Regions from separate parts of the Mus musculus genome. Here regions 1 and 2 are each linked to region 3. Evidence: chromatin contacts called from public HiChIP or PLAC-seq and promoter capture Hi-C data. All regions are on one chromosome and are shown on one strand. Each heading gives the region's core, a stretch centred on a gene start, on an enhancer-like site or on the middle of the called end of the contact. The rest is flanking DNA. Distances are from core to core; before and after follow the strand shown. Region 1 holds the start of Cdip1 (cell death inducing Trp53 target 1). Region 2 holds the start of Dnaja3 (DnaJ heat shock protein family (Hsp40) member A3). Region 3 holds the start of Naa60 (N(alpha)-acetyltransferase 60, NatF catalytic subunit).

The links. Promoter capture Hi-C pulls out the DNA fragments that hold promoters and counts their contacts. HiChIP or PLAC-seq counts read pairs in DNA pulled down with a chosen protein or histone mark.
Region 1: a contact with region 3 is called in a promoter capture Hi-C map of liver, with 2.3 times the contacts expected there. The contact joins the promoter of Cdip1 here to the promoter of Naa60 in region 3. A contact is called at or near these places in 2 of 39 promoter capture datasets (cranial neural crest and liver) and 1 of 484 Hi-C or Micro-C datasets (CD4 T cells).
Region 2: a FOXA1 HiChIP or PLAC-seq map of pancreatic cancer cells shows a contact between it and region 3. The contact joins the promoter of Dnaja3 here to the promoter of Naa60 in region 3. A contact is called at or near these places in 4 of 115 datasets of contacts at active chromatin or transcription factors (bone marrow-derived macrophages, memory CD8 T cells, microglia and 1 more).

The regions. Positions count from the first base shown.
Region 1 is chr16:4,788,501-4,792,278 of GRCm38.p6, forward strand. It overlaps Cdip1 (cell death inducing Trp53 target 1), which reads right to left and starts at 1,441. Exons shown (of 6, transcript NM_025670.5): 1 at 1,331-1,441.
Region 2 is chr16:4,681,825-4,685,440 of GRCm38.p6, forward strand. It overlaps Dnaja3 (DnaJ heat shock protein family (Hsp40) member A3), which reads left to right and starts at 2,246. Exons shown (of 11, transcript NM_001135112.1): 1 at 2,246-2,520. The coding sequence starts at 2,310.
Region 3 is chr16:3,882,586-3,885,920 of GRCm38.p6, forward strand. Naa60 (N(alpha)-acetyltransferase 60, NatF catalytic subunit) reads left to right here and starts at 2,034. Exons shown (of 7, transcript NM_029090.3): 1 at 2,034-2,221. It also overlaps a transcript of Zfp597 not described here.

The DNA.
Region 1 (3,778 bases), core at 191-2,690, 910 kb after region 3:
TGGGACACATTCCATTTTCTCTCTCTCAAAACAGTTTTGTCCCCTGAAGTGTTCTTTACACATTCCCTCTTTCTTCTGGTCAGCTACCTTCTCAACATCCATGTAAAGGTCTTTCCTGGTTCTAAAAACACATCCTATAGAAACCCTCCAAAACCCTTTGGATCGTCAGGACTGGGAGGCAGACTGATTTTCAAATAGCCAAGGGGAAAAAAAAAATCAATAAGCAACAAGATTTCTAAGTCTAGTTAATAATATGTAAGCTTTACTAGGAATGGAAATATACTATTATCTGCATGTACTTTGGCATGAAAATAAAAGACTGAAGGATAAGTACCCAATAAAGATATTAATTGTACATTCTAGGTGGTAGTCCATAGGTGTGCACTGTAAAGTTCAACGGTTTTTGTATGCTTTGAATTTTTCCTAACTAATGTCAAGGTAGAGGAGGTCTTTGAGATAGTGAGTGACCAAAAATATCTTTCTTATTATGAGCAGAGAGCAAGAAGAGCAGACATGTTCACCTCTTTCTTCCCACCCAACTCTGGTCAGCACCAACAAGCTAAGGACCAGAAAGAGCAGTCCTATTTGCCCAGAAAATGCCCTGTTTGGAGTACACTACAAAACTGATATAAAAACTACTGCATGCCCTCTCCCCAAAGTCCCTGATCCTTACTCCCAAGACACAGATTCTCAGTTCCAAGTGTGCATGAGAATTTCTGGAGAGCTTACTAAATGCAGATTTCTGGGCCTTACCCCATAAATACTCAAATCAGATCCTGGGGAATGGGGAAAGTCCAGGTCTTTCTGATACAGAGGATCCTATCCTGATCACTCCATCTTCCTTGACACCTGTTGAGAGGTCCCAGGAGACCCACCTTCTCCAAGGTCCTGGATGGCTTGGGGCTTCGCCAGCCCCTCGCCTTCCTAACGTCCTGCCGGAGCGCCACGTAGAGCCAAGTCTAGACCTGCAAACCGGCGGGGGAAAGAGGGCGAGACGGCCTCCTCCAGGACCGCCAAGGTCACCCGCGGGTCTCTGAGGCTTACCTCAGGGATCCTCCCCGACCGATCGCCGTTCCTCAACCCTCCATACCCCGAGGAAAATGGCTCGTACAGCCGTCGCTTACAGAAAAGTAGAAAGGCGTGATAATCACCCGAGTGGGCTGGCCCTTCTCTGGCTGATATCCCCTGTCTGCAGGCCCAGTTCGCTCGGGGCCCTGGAATGCTAGCCCTCGCAGCCCCGCAGCTGCAGCCACGCCGAAATCAACTGCCCTGATTTTGCGTGGCGTTTCGGAGGGAACGGACTCCACCACGACAACCCAGGCCCGTTTACCTCGAAATCCAGAAGCCTGAGGCCAGAGGGACAGAGATCTGCAGTGGTCCGGCCCGCTGCTCCGAGGAGCCCCTCTACCAGAGGACTCGCAGCACTCACCGCCCCCGCACCGAGAGGACCCTGGAATTTGTAGTCTTTCGGCGCACCCGCAGCATTCCCTGAGGCGGGAGCCTACAGCTCCCGGCACCCACCGCGCGGCGGGTGAGGGCGGAGCTCGGCGGGCTAGGTCACGCGGGCGGAGGGTTTCGAAGCCTAGCCCCCGCCTCGGCGTGTGAGAGGGGTCCCTTCGGAAGCCGCTTGGAAGTCTCAGAGGTGACTCACCGTCAGTTCCAGCCCCTCACCGGCCAAGCGCTGCCGCAGGAAAGGCTGCCTCAGCCCCGTAGCTGTCCAGAGGGAACCGCAAGGCTGTGGAGAAAGGCCCAACCTCCTGGCCTCTCGCCTTAGGGCGGGGCTTCGCGCCTCACGCAATGAGCTTGGATGACGTCAGTGGAGGCCCGTTGCGGGTGGGAGACGAACGAGTGGTAGTTCCCCAGGCCTTTATGATGGGGGGGGGAAAGGCTCGAAAGAAAGATGGTGGTGCTAGCGCTCCCTCAGGCCAGCCAGCCAGGCGTGCTGCGCACCCCAAGAGTTGAGGGAGAGCTACCACCCTTGCCCTAAGCTGCCTGGGCTTTCATGAAGCTGTGAACCACACCAGCTGTCCCTGCCCTCACACAGATTCCACTCTGACAGACAATACACAAATAAGCCACAAAATGACCAGCATCTCAAAGGAAAGCAACAGGATGTCCCAACAGAATTAGAGTGTTGCCTCTGAGTAGGGAAGGTAGGAAAGGCTATGTTGGGATGAGGTGTGAAGTAAAGAAAGAGACTGGCAGTCGTGGCGCACGCCTTTAATCCCAGCCCTCGGGAGGCAGAGGCAGGCAGGTTTCTTAGTTCGAGGCCAGCCTGGTCTACAGAGTGAGTTCCAGGACAGCCAGGGCTATACAGAGAACTCTGTCTCCAAAAAACAAACAACAACAACAACAAAAAAAAACAAAAACAAAAAAAAAAAGAAAGAAAAGAAAGAAGACTGGTATAGATGAACTTTTGAAAGGCACTTTGGCCAGCAAGGTGAAGACTGGAAGACAGCACCAAGGTCATCAATGAAGTTTGGATTTATTGCACATGGAAACTAAAGCTCTCTTCTTTTTCTTTTGTATTTGTGTGTGTGTGAGGCACGCATGTATGTCAAAGGGCAACTTTCAGGAGTCAGGCCTCCTTCCAGCATGTGGGCTTTGGTTCTCACTCAGGTCTTCCAAAATGGCAAAGACCCATGAGCCATCTCACGGATCCTTTTGTATGTTTAGGCAGGGTGTTCCTCTGAGTCTTTCAGGCTCACAACCATCCTCCTACCGCTCAGTCTGTCAAGTGCTGGGATTACAGGCAGGGAGACATCACAATTTGAGGAGTTTTAAGCATTAGAACTACAACTGAGTTTCATTGGTCACGGGTTTTGTACTGCACATTTCATCTGACCAGTAACATATTATTCCAAAATCAATACTTGTATTTTCACGTTTATTCATGGACATATGGATCCTGTGCATTGTTAACTGAGGTTAATTAAGAGCAACCTGTTAACAAAATATTGCATGTATAGTGTTAGTGGTTTTGTTGTTTAAAATGGCCCTAAGGGTAGAGTTGAAGTGCCATCTAGTGTTTCTAAGTAAAACTAGATTTGATGTCCTTTGTGTGAATTATACCCGTTAATGATTAACTTGGAATTACCAGTAATCATCAGTGTAACATTAAAGAAATAAAAGCACTTCCCCTTTGAGTCCTTCAATCAAGAACAAGCTCAGAGTTTTTTGTTTTTGTTTTTTCATTTATTTTATGTATAAGTTCTCTATCTGCATGTACACCTGCATGCCAGAAGAGAGCATTAGATCACATTACAGATGGTTGTTAGCCATCATGTGGTTGCTGGGAATTGAACTCAGGACCGCTGGAAGAGCAGCAATTCCTGAGCCAGTTCTCTAGCTCCACAAGTTTAGGTTTTAATTCTGTACTTCATGCTTCTTGTGCCTTCCGTCCTCTGTTGTCTGAATTTGTGACTGCTTGAAGGCTGTCTTGTGAAGGTTTGTTCCTGTGTTTTTGTGTCTCTGTGTCTGTTGTATGAGCTGTGTGTTTGTCTGTACCTAACAAAGAGTACTCTGTCTTATTGAATAGTACAGAAGACATCATGTGGGTTACAGTTATAGAAAACTTCGACAGTTTTACAAGGCGTTAAGTCACTGGGTCCTCCTGATCCCAACCCACCCAGATAAAAAAACACCATTGTTCAACAACCAATATCTTAGACAATGCTTTCAAACTTTGTTGTAGATTTTAAGAAGTTTCTCTCAACCTCTATTGCTTTCAGCAAATGATACACAAGTATTATCTGGGTAGGAGGCATGGAAGTACACA
Region 2 (3,616 bases), core at 996-3,495, 800 kb after region 3:
CTTGAGCCCACAAGTTTGAGACTAGCCTGGGCACTATAAGATTAATGACATTGCTATAGCGTGTACAACAGAGCCTGAGATTTGAGCAGTAGGAGCTCCAACTTTTTGTTGTTGCTGTTGTTTTTTGTTTTTTTGTTTTTGTTTTTCAGTTCATAGTCTTAGTCATTGTGCTGGAGATATTTGAATGCATTTGCTGCTGGATGCATTACAGAACTGTCCCCTCTCATTCCCTGCGCCTTGCCTTCCTCCTTGTTTCACTGAAATGCTCTTTGTTCCCATCACTGACACCCATGCACAAGCTCTCCAGCTGCCCTTGCACTTTACACTAGCTTCATAACTACTTTCTGCTTGATTGGTAGTTTTTGACCTTAAGAGTCTCAGAATCCACTGAGAATTTGGTTGGTGAAGGTTATGGATATCTATCCAGGGTAACATGCACACACATTTTGTGTACAAAACTGGGGGGTAGAAAGTGCCAGTGTGCTCTCTCTTGTGCACGTGTATGTGTGTGTGTGTGTGGTGTCAATGTAGACTGATCATCCTAAACCCATTCATAAGCCCTCAGATTCTCTTCCTTTTATTTGGGAGGGTGGTGAAAAATGTAACTTTCCTAACTAACCAGCCCCAGTCTAGCTTTCTGGCTTCATTTTCAGTTATGTATACTAAATTTAAGGTTTAAGCATATACTTCTACACATTTAGACACCAGCTTTTATAGCTTTTTTAAAAAATTTTTGTAATAAACTGATGACATGACTGTTCCATAGTATGCTAGACCTGGTAATTTGAGGAGAGAGAGAGGGAGAGGGAGAGGGAGAAAGAGAAAGAGAAAGAAAGAGAATCGAAGGGTTATAAGCTTGGGGAAGTGGGACCCATGAGCTGCAGAGTTTGAAGTTGGGGAAGAAGTGAGAAGAGCTAGGATGCTAGCATGAACTTTGAAATTTGAAACAGGTACTTTTGGTACAAGGGAGCCTGAAGGCCTGATGTGCTTTGGTATGCTAATAGTCACCACAGATAGCCACGTGTCCCTTCAGCCAGGGATAAAGAAAATGACTCCTTTTGATAATAGGAACCAGCTTCACAATTTTTTTTTTCAAAAACAGGATTTCTCCAGGTAGCCCCAACTATCCTGGAACTTGCTCTGTAGTCCAGGCTGGCCTCAATCTTAGAGATCTGCCTATCTCTACCTCCCATGTGTTGGGATTAAAGTTGTGAGAAACCATTGCCTGACTTGCTGGTTTTTATCTAACCACTAGAAATCCTGTACTCCAGGTTGAGTCTTATTTCTGGATATTTGTACTGCCTTTTGGAGTTTGGGGAGTTGGATTTTCCTTCGGGCCTAACTCGAAGATGGGGGTCTCATGTAGCCCAGACTATCTCGAATTTGCTCTATAGCTGAAAATGATCTTGAACTCCTGATCATCCTACCTCAATCTAGTCTGGCAGCTTTTGGTGTTTTCGTCACTTGGAATACTACATCTGTACTCGATTCACTTTTCATCAAAGTTCAGTTATGGACATTATGACTCAGAAAGTTTAACAGCCCACCCCCACCCCCCACTGCCAAGCCTTATGCGTGTAAGAAACTTATCATAAGAAACAGATCGAGTACACTGGTATGCTTGTAACTGTGCACCTTTGATAGCACTTACCGTTGTTACTTAATAAGAAGTCTGTCCCTGTAAGGCGAGTTTGCTCCCCTGGAGCGGGTTTCCTCTAACATTCTTTCTAGAACATGGATAACAAACAGCAGGCGCACAATACATAATAGGCATTTACAATGCTCATTGAATTTTCGCTACAGGTTTGGAGAAGGCTAACGTGTTTAAGACGGACCTGAGTGTTTCAAGTTCTGCTGGGAAGGAATCAGACGCGGAAAAACTGCAGCCAACAACCGGGGTGGAGCCTTTCTGAGAGAACATGTAATAAGATGTAATTTTCAGGGTCAAGGGAGGGCATCCACACGGGGTATACCGGAATCTGATACTGACGCCGCGTTGTCTGCTGGGGTTTGTAGTTCCTGCCAGGGCAAGGCTCGCTAGATTATGGTTGCTGCACTCAGCGACAACATTCACAAGTAAAGTGCAGCATTCGTTCCTACCTCACAAAATTCCAATACAGGGAAAAGTTACAAACTGACATCCTCATAGTCTAGCACTTGTACACGTTGGCCTAGGTTCTACCGTTCGGAGACCGAGGCGCGTGCGCAATGCTTACGCTCTGCGTGCTACGGATGCCTCGCCTCCGGAAGACGCGACCGGCGAGGCGGGCCAGTGACGGTCTGCGCAGGCGCAGTGTCCCCGGGCCAAAATGGCTGCGTGGTGTTCCCCACGCTGGTTGAGGGTGGCAGTGGGGACTCCCCGGCTGCCGGCTGCAGCGGGGAGAGGGGTCCAGCAGCCCCAGGGGGGCGTAGTGGCAACATCCCTGTGTCGCAAGCTGTGCGTCTCTGCCTTCGGGCTTTCCATGGGCGCTCACGGCCCCCGGGCGCTGCTGACATTGAGACCCGGTGTCCGCCTCACAGGTGAGGGAGGCTTCCAGCTCTGGAGTAGAGGCTCCTGGGATTAGAAAGGGCGATTCGGCTCCATCTGATGACCAGGGTAGCGGGATGGAGATGTCTTCCGGCCCAAGAGAGGAATTTCTGGGGACACAGGCAAGCAGGAGGCAGAGAGGCCAAGGTGCTGGCTACCCAGAAGCCGTCGAGGGGAAAGAGCTGCGTGGAGCCGGAGGTGTTGAAACGCTCCGAACGCCATGAACCTTCACCTCTGTCAACAGTTCACCTCTCTGTCCAGGCTGCTGCCCCCTTGTCATAGCCCTTCTCTTTTTCTTCACGCTCTAGCTTGTAGTGGAAGATGTAACTGCCATTTAGTGAGTGCTAGGCACCCATAAATCAAGGGAGATGCAGGTGCTTGCCCTCATTAAGGTTAGAGAGTGTGATGAATTGTCATTTCATAGCGTTCATCCTAAATATCACGTGGTGTAATAGAAGGGCATTTATCAGTCTTTTAGAATCCTTAAGTCAGTGAATGTAATAATGGAGTCTAACATTTATTAAACATTGTGTAGGAAGTATGATTTCACTCCTTGGAGAATGTTTCAATGTGACAGGCATTGTTAACCATTCCATTTTATGGAGAAACAGGTTTAGATGTTAAAAAACTTGAAAAAGTCACAAAGCTAAAAACTGGTAGACTTGGTATGGTACCTACCTTCCTTATAGCTGGAGGGGATGCCAAATTAGTGTGCATTAAGCCTTGAAGTGTTTTAGCCACGATCTTGTCTGTCTCTTTAAAAAATATTTTTGTAAGTTATTTTGAGTTCTGTGTGTCTGTGTGTGGGTATGTGCTCTTAAGTACAGGTGCCCAAAGGGGCCAGAGGCATCTGATCCCCTGTAATTATGAGCTGCTAGACTTAGGGACTAGGAACTGAACTTGTGTCCTCTACAAGAGCAGTATGTGCTTTTAATTGCTGAGCCATCTTTCTGTCATCATAGTTCCTTATACTGTGTTATCACTTAATTTTCAGTGAGAATGAAGGAAGCAAGCACTGAACTTTATTTTGGGTAGTTCTAGGGATCAAGCATAAGGCTTCATGCATGCCTTAGAGTGGCTTTTAAATTA
Region 3 (3,335 bases), core at 784-3,283:
GACTGCTCTTCCAGAGGTCCTGAGTTCAAGTCCCAGCAACCACAAAGTGGCTCACAACCATCTGTAATGGGATCTGATATACTCTTCTGGCATGTCTGAAGACAGCTACAGTGTAACAGTATAAATAAAAATAAATAATATTTTAAAAATTAAAAACTAATACTGACATAAAAGGAAAATATAAAGGTTGCTCTACATAGATTTTGCTAGCCATATATATCATACTTAACAGGCAAGACTGTTAGCTATTTATGGTTGATTTGTATCTATCCGGGGATGGAAGTGTACAAGGCTGGCAGCCTTCTACCATTTAGTGACATATGAAACCACAAAATTCTACAATTGAGGTACACCTTACTTTCCAAGATGTTTAAAGACTATGGCTTTTTATGTTTCTAAGATCGTGATGTTTTACACAGTTTGAGACACAAAAATGTATTGATGTGCCTTGGACCAGCCTCAGTCAGCCTCCCTCAATCCGCGGAAAAAAATTTCAGGGTTCCCGTTGCAGGCAGGCATGGAGTTGGGACGAAAAAGGTGACAAACAGACACAGACACAAGGGAGTGCTGTATCTGGATGTAATTTGTCAAATTGAGCACCAGTCTTATATTACAGACGAAAAACAAGAAGGCTAGGCGAATACATTTGCCAAGGTACATTGGTTCTTACACAAAACAAAGAAAATGCATACATAAAAAGATAATGGGAGCCAGGCCTTGTTTACAACTGAGAATAGAAACAATCCTTAATTAAGATCAGCCAAACACAGGAGCCAGGTGAATGCTCTGATGCAATGCTAGTCTATTGTTAAACCCACCTACAGTGGTCCTTTAGTAAATACCTGATTATGCTATTCCTCTGGGCCTAGTGAAAAACCTGCACCAGGGGAATTCCATTCTACTAACCCTTTCATGAGTAATACTCCAACCCACCTATTTCCTAGGCCATTGTGTATTCCTGTGTTTGGGTGAAACTCAGCTATTGTTCTAAGTAATTACTATGCAGACTGGCCCTGAGCTTTTCTAGCTCTGTTCTAGTAAATTGTAATGTCTGATTATTTTCACTGTCTCTACTAGAAGTGAATTTGAATGTTACTGAATAGGTAACATTCTTACTGAATTCCAAGCTCAGGGTCAGGACATTGGAACACTGACAAAGGCTTAGCTATATGTCAAAATCAATCCTTAAAGGCACTTATAATAAAACAATACTGAAAGAGAGCACACGAATCCATACACCAGACTAACGCTGGGACAGGGTTTGAGTATACGTGCTATTGGAATGCCAAGGCTCCAGGAGGCGAAGTTTCCGTGAAAGTCTTCACCTCATGACTGCTTCCAGGTTTCTAAACCTGTAATGCGAGTCACTACTGGAGTGGATGTAGCACTGATGTATTTCTTGGATATTAATATTTTTTTAAGGTTGGTTGAGCCTTTGACTACATACCATTTTAGTTATCTAAAAGCAAAGAATAAACTGTTGGTCAGCAAGCTTTTCTCTGGTTACACGAACTGAATTATCTCTGAATTACATCTGGATATAGAACTCCCACCCCCACCCAGCCCTGAAGGCCAATGTCACTTGTCCACTGCAATGATAGCTCACGACCACCCTTCTGTGGCTGTCAGCGCGAGCGCGGGGCGGTGCCTTTTGAGTCAGGGCTTCTAGCAATCACCAGCGCCAGCATCTATTAATACTAACCTCCAGTGGGGGAAGAGCAGGCCAGCGGCGGAGCCGTGCGTCTCAGGACTAGGGAGGCCTCGGAGCTCCTCTGACCCGCTTGATCGAGGAAAGGCGCCCTCTGACCCGCTTGATTGAGGAAAGGCGCGGAAACCCCGGCCCGCCGCCGCCGGTGTCCACGCATGCACGCAAGGGCAGCTGGGCGGCTCGCAGCTGTCTTGAGCTTCCGCCGCCAGTGCGGGAGGCTTCGGGAGCAGGTCCCGCCAGCGGCCAGAGGCTTGCCAGCTCCCAACATGGTGGCGGCGGCGTCAGGGAGGGCGGTGCCACATGGCGTAGCAGCCAATGATCTTCCGGGCTGCGCCGCCGGCAGCACAGGAGAGGCGGAAGTGCCGCGGGGCCGCCTTCCCTGTCCCGGCTGCGGCCCCTGCCGGTTACATAATCTGTCGCGGGGGACCGCGCAGTCCCACGTCCGGCTTCCCGGCTCCCCCAGGATGCGCTGAGCCTTGAGACACCGTCCGCTGCCGCCGGCTCCCGTCCGAGGTGAGGCAGCCGGGGGCCTCGGCGGGTGCAAATCGGGGCGGTGAGGAGGTCGCTGTCGCGACACCGAGGGCACTGCCCGCCCGTGGGAGGCCGGGTTTTCCGGAGAGCCCCTTACCCACCCCTGCGCGGGGCGCTTCTTAGCGCCCAGTTTGTTTCCGTGACGGCGGCGAGGGGCGCGGTGGGGCGTCGGGAATTGGCCTTTCTGGGGACCCTCAGCCAGTAATTGCAGGAATTGGGAGATGGAAAGGCGGCATCCTCTGGTTTTGGAGGTGAAGGGTCTGGTCGACTCTTCTAGCTCCAGCCTGCCTCCCTTAAGGGACTTGTTGAGCTGGGGGTAATTGTCGACTTTTTGCACGCGTGAAAGCCGAGGACCCTGCTTTAGGTCTGTCGCGTCTTTTCATTCCAGCAGTACTTTTGGTATTCCGGCACATGGAAGCTAAGCGGACCCTCCATAATCGCCTCTGACTTATTTCTTCTGAATTGGAGAAAACATTTGCCAAGGAGAAAAGGGGATCTATGACCAGTGCTGCTGTCTTGGGCTGGGGCTGTGGAGAGGGTACTCTGGGCCTTCTGAACCTCCAGCAAATGCCTGCCTTGCTGGTGTCAAAACCCAAGGCTTGGGGAGCCAGGCTGCAATAAACATAAACTTTGGCTCCTTTATTGATCTCTTAACTCTGCCAAGTCCCAGAGCCATGTGCTTTTGGGTCATTCTTGTCACCCTTTGGTCTTGAAAGAAGAGACTCACAGCCTAACTCTGTGGCTCCTGTGGTGTCTGGAGTGCTAATTAAGGAAGTTGCCAAAGAGCTTTTCCTTTTTCAAAGTACTAGAAACATAAAATCCCTGAATTAGTCTTGGCTTGTCTGCTGGCTTGTGTGACCCAGCAGGCAAAGTCATGTTACTCCCGAAATCATCTATGCAAAGACTTGAGTCCACAAAACCATGTGACATGGAGGAGAGTTTTAGAAGGCCTGTGACCTTGTTACCAGCCGAAATGTCAGGAAGAGGAAGGTCTGGGACAAAAACAGCATATAAGTACACACAGAGAGAGATGCACACACCAGTGAACTGCGAGTTAGTACAATGTGATTAAAAACTAGAGGATGCCGAAGGGCCA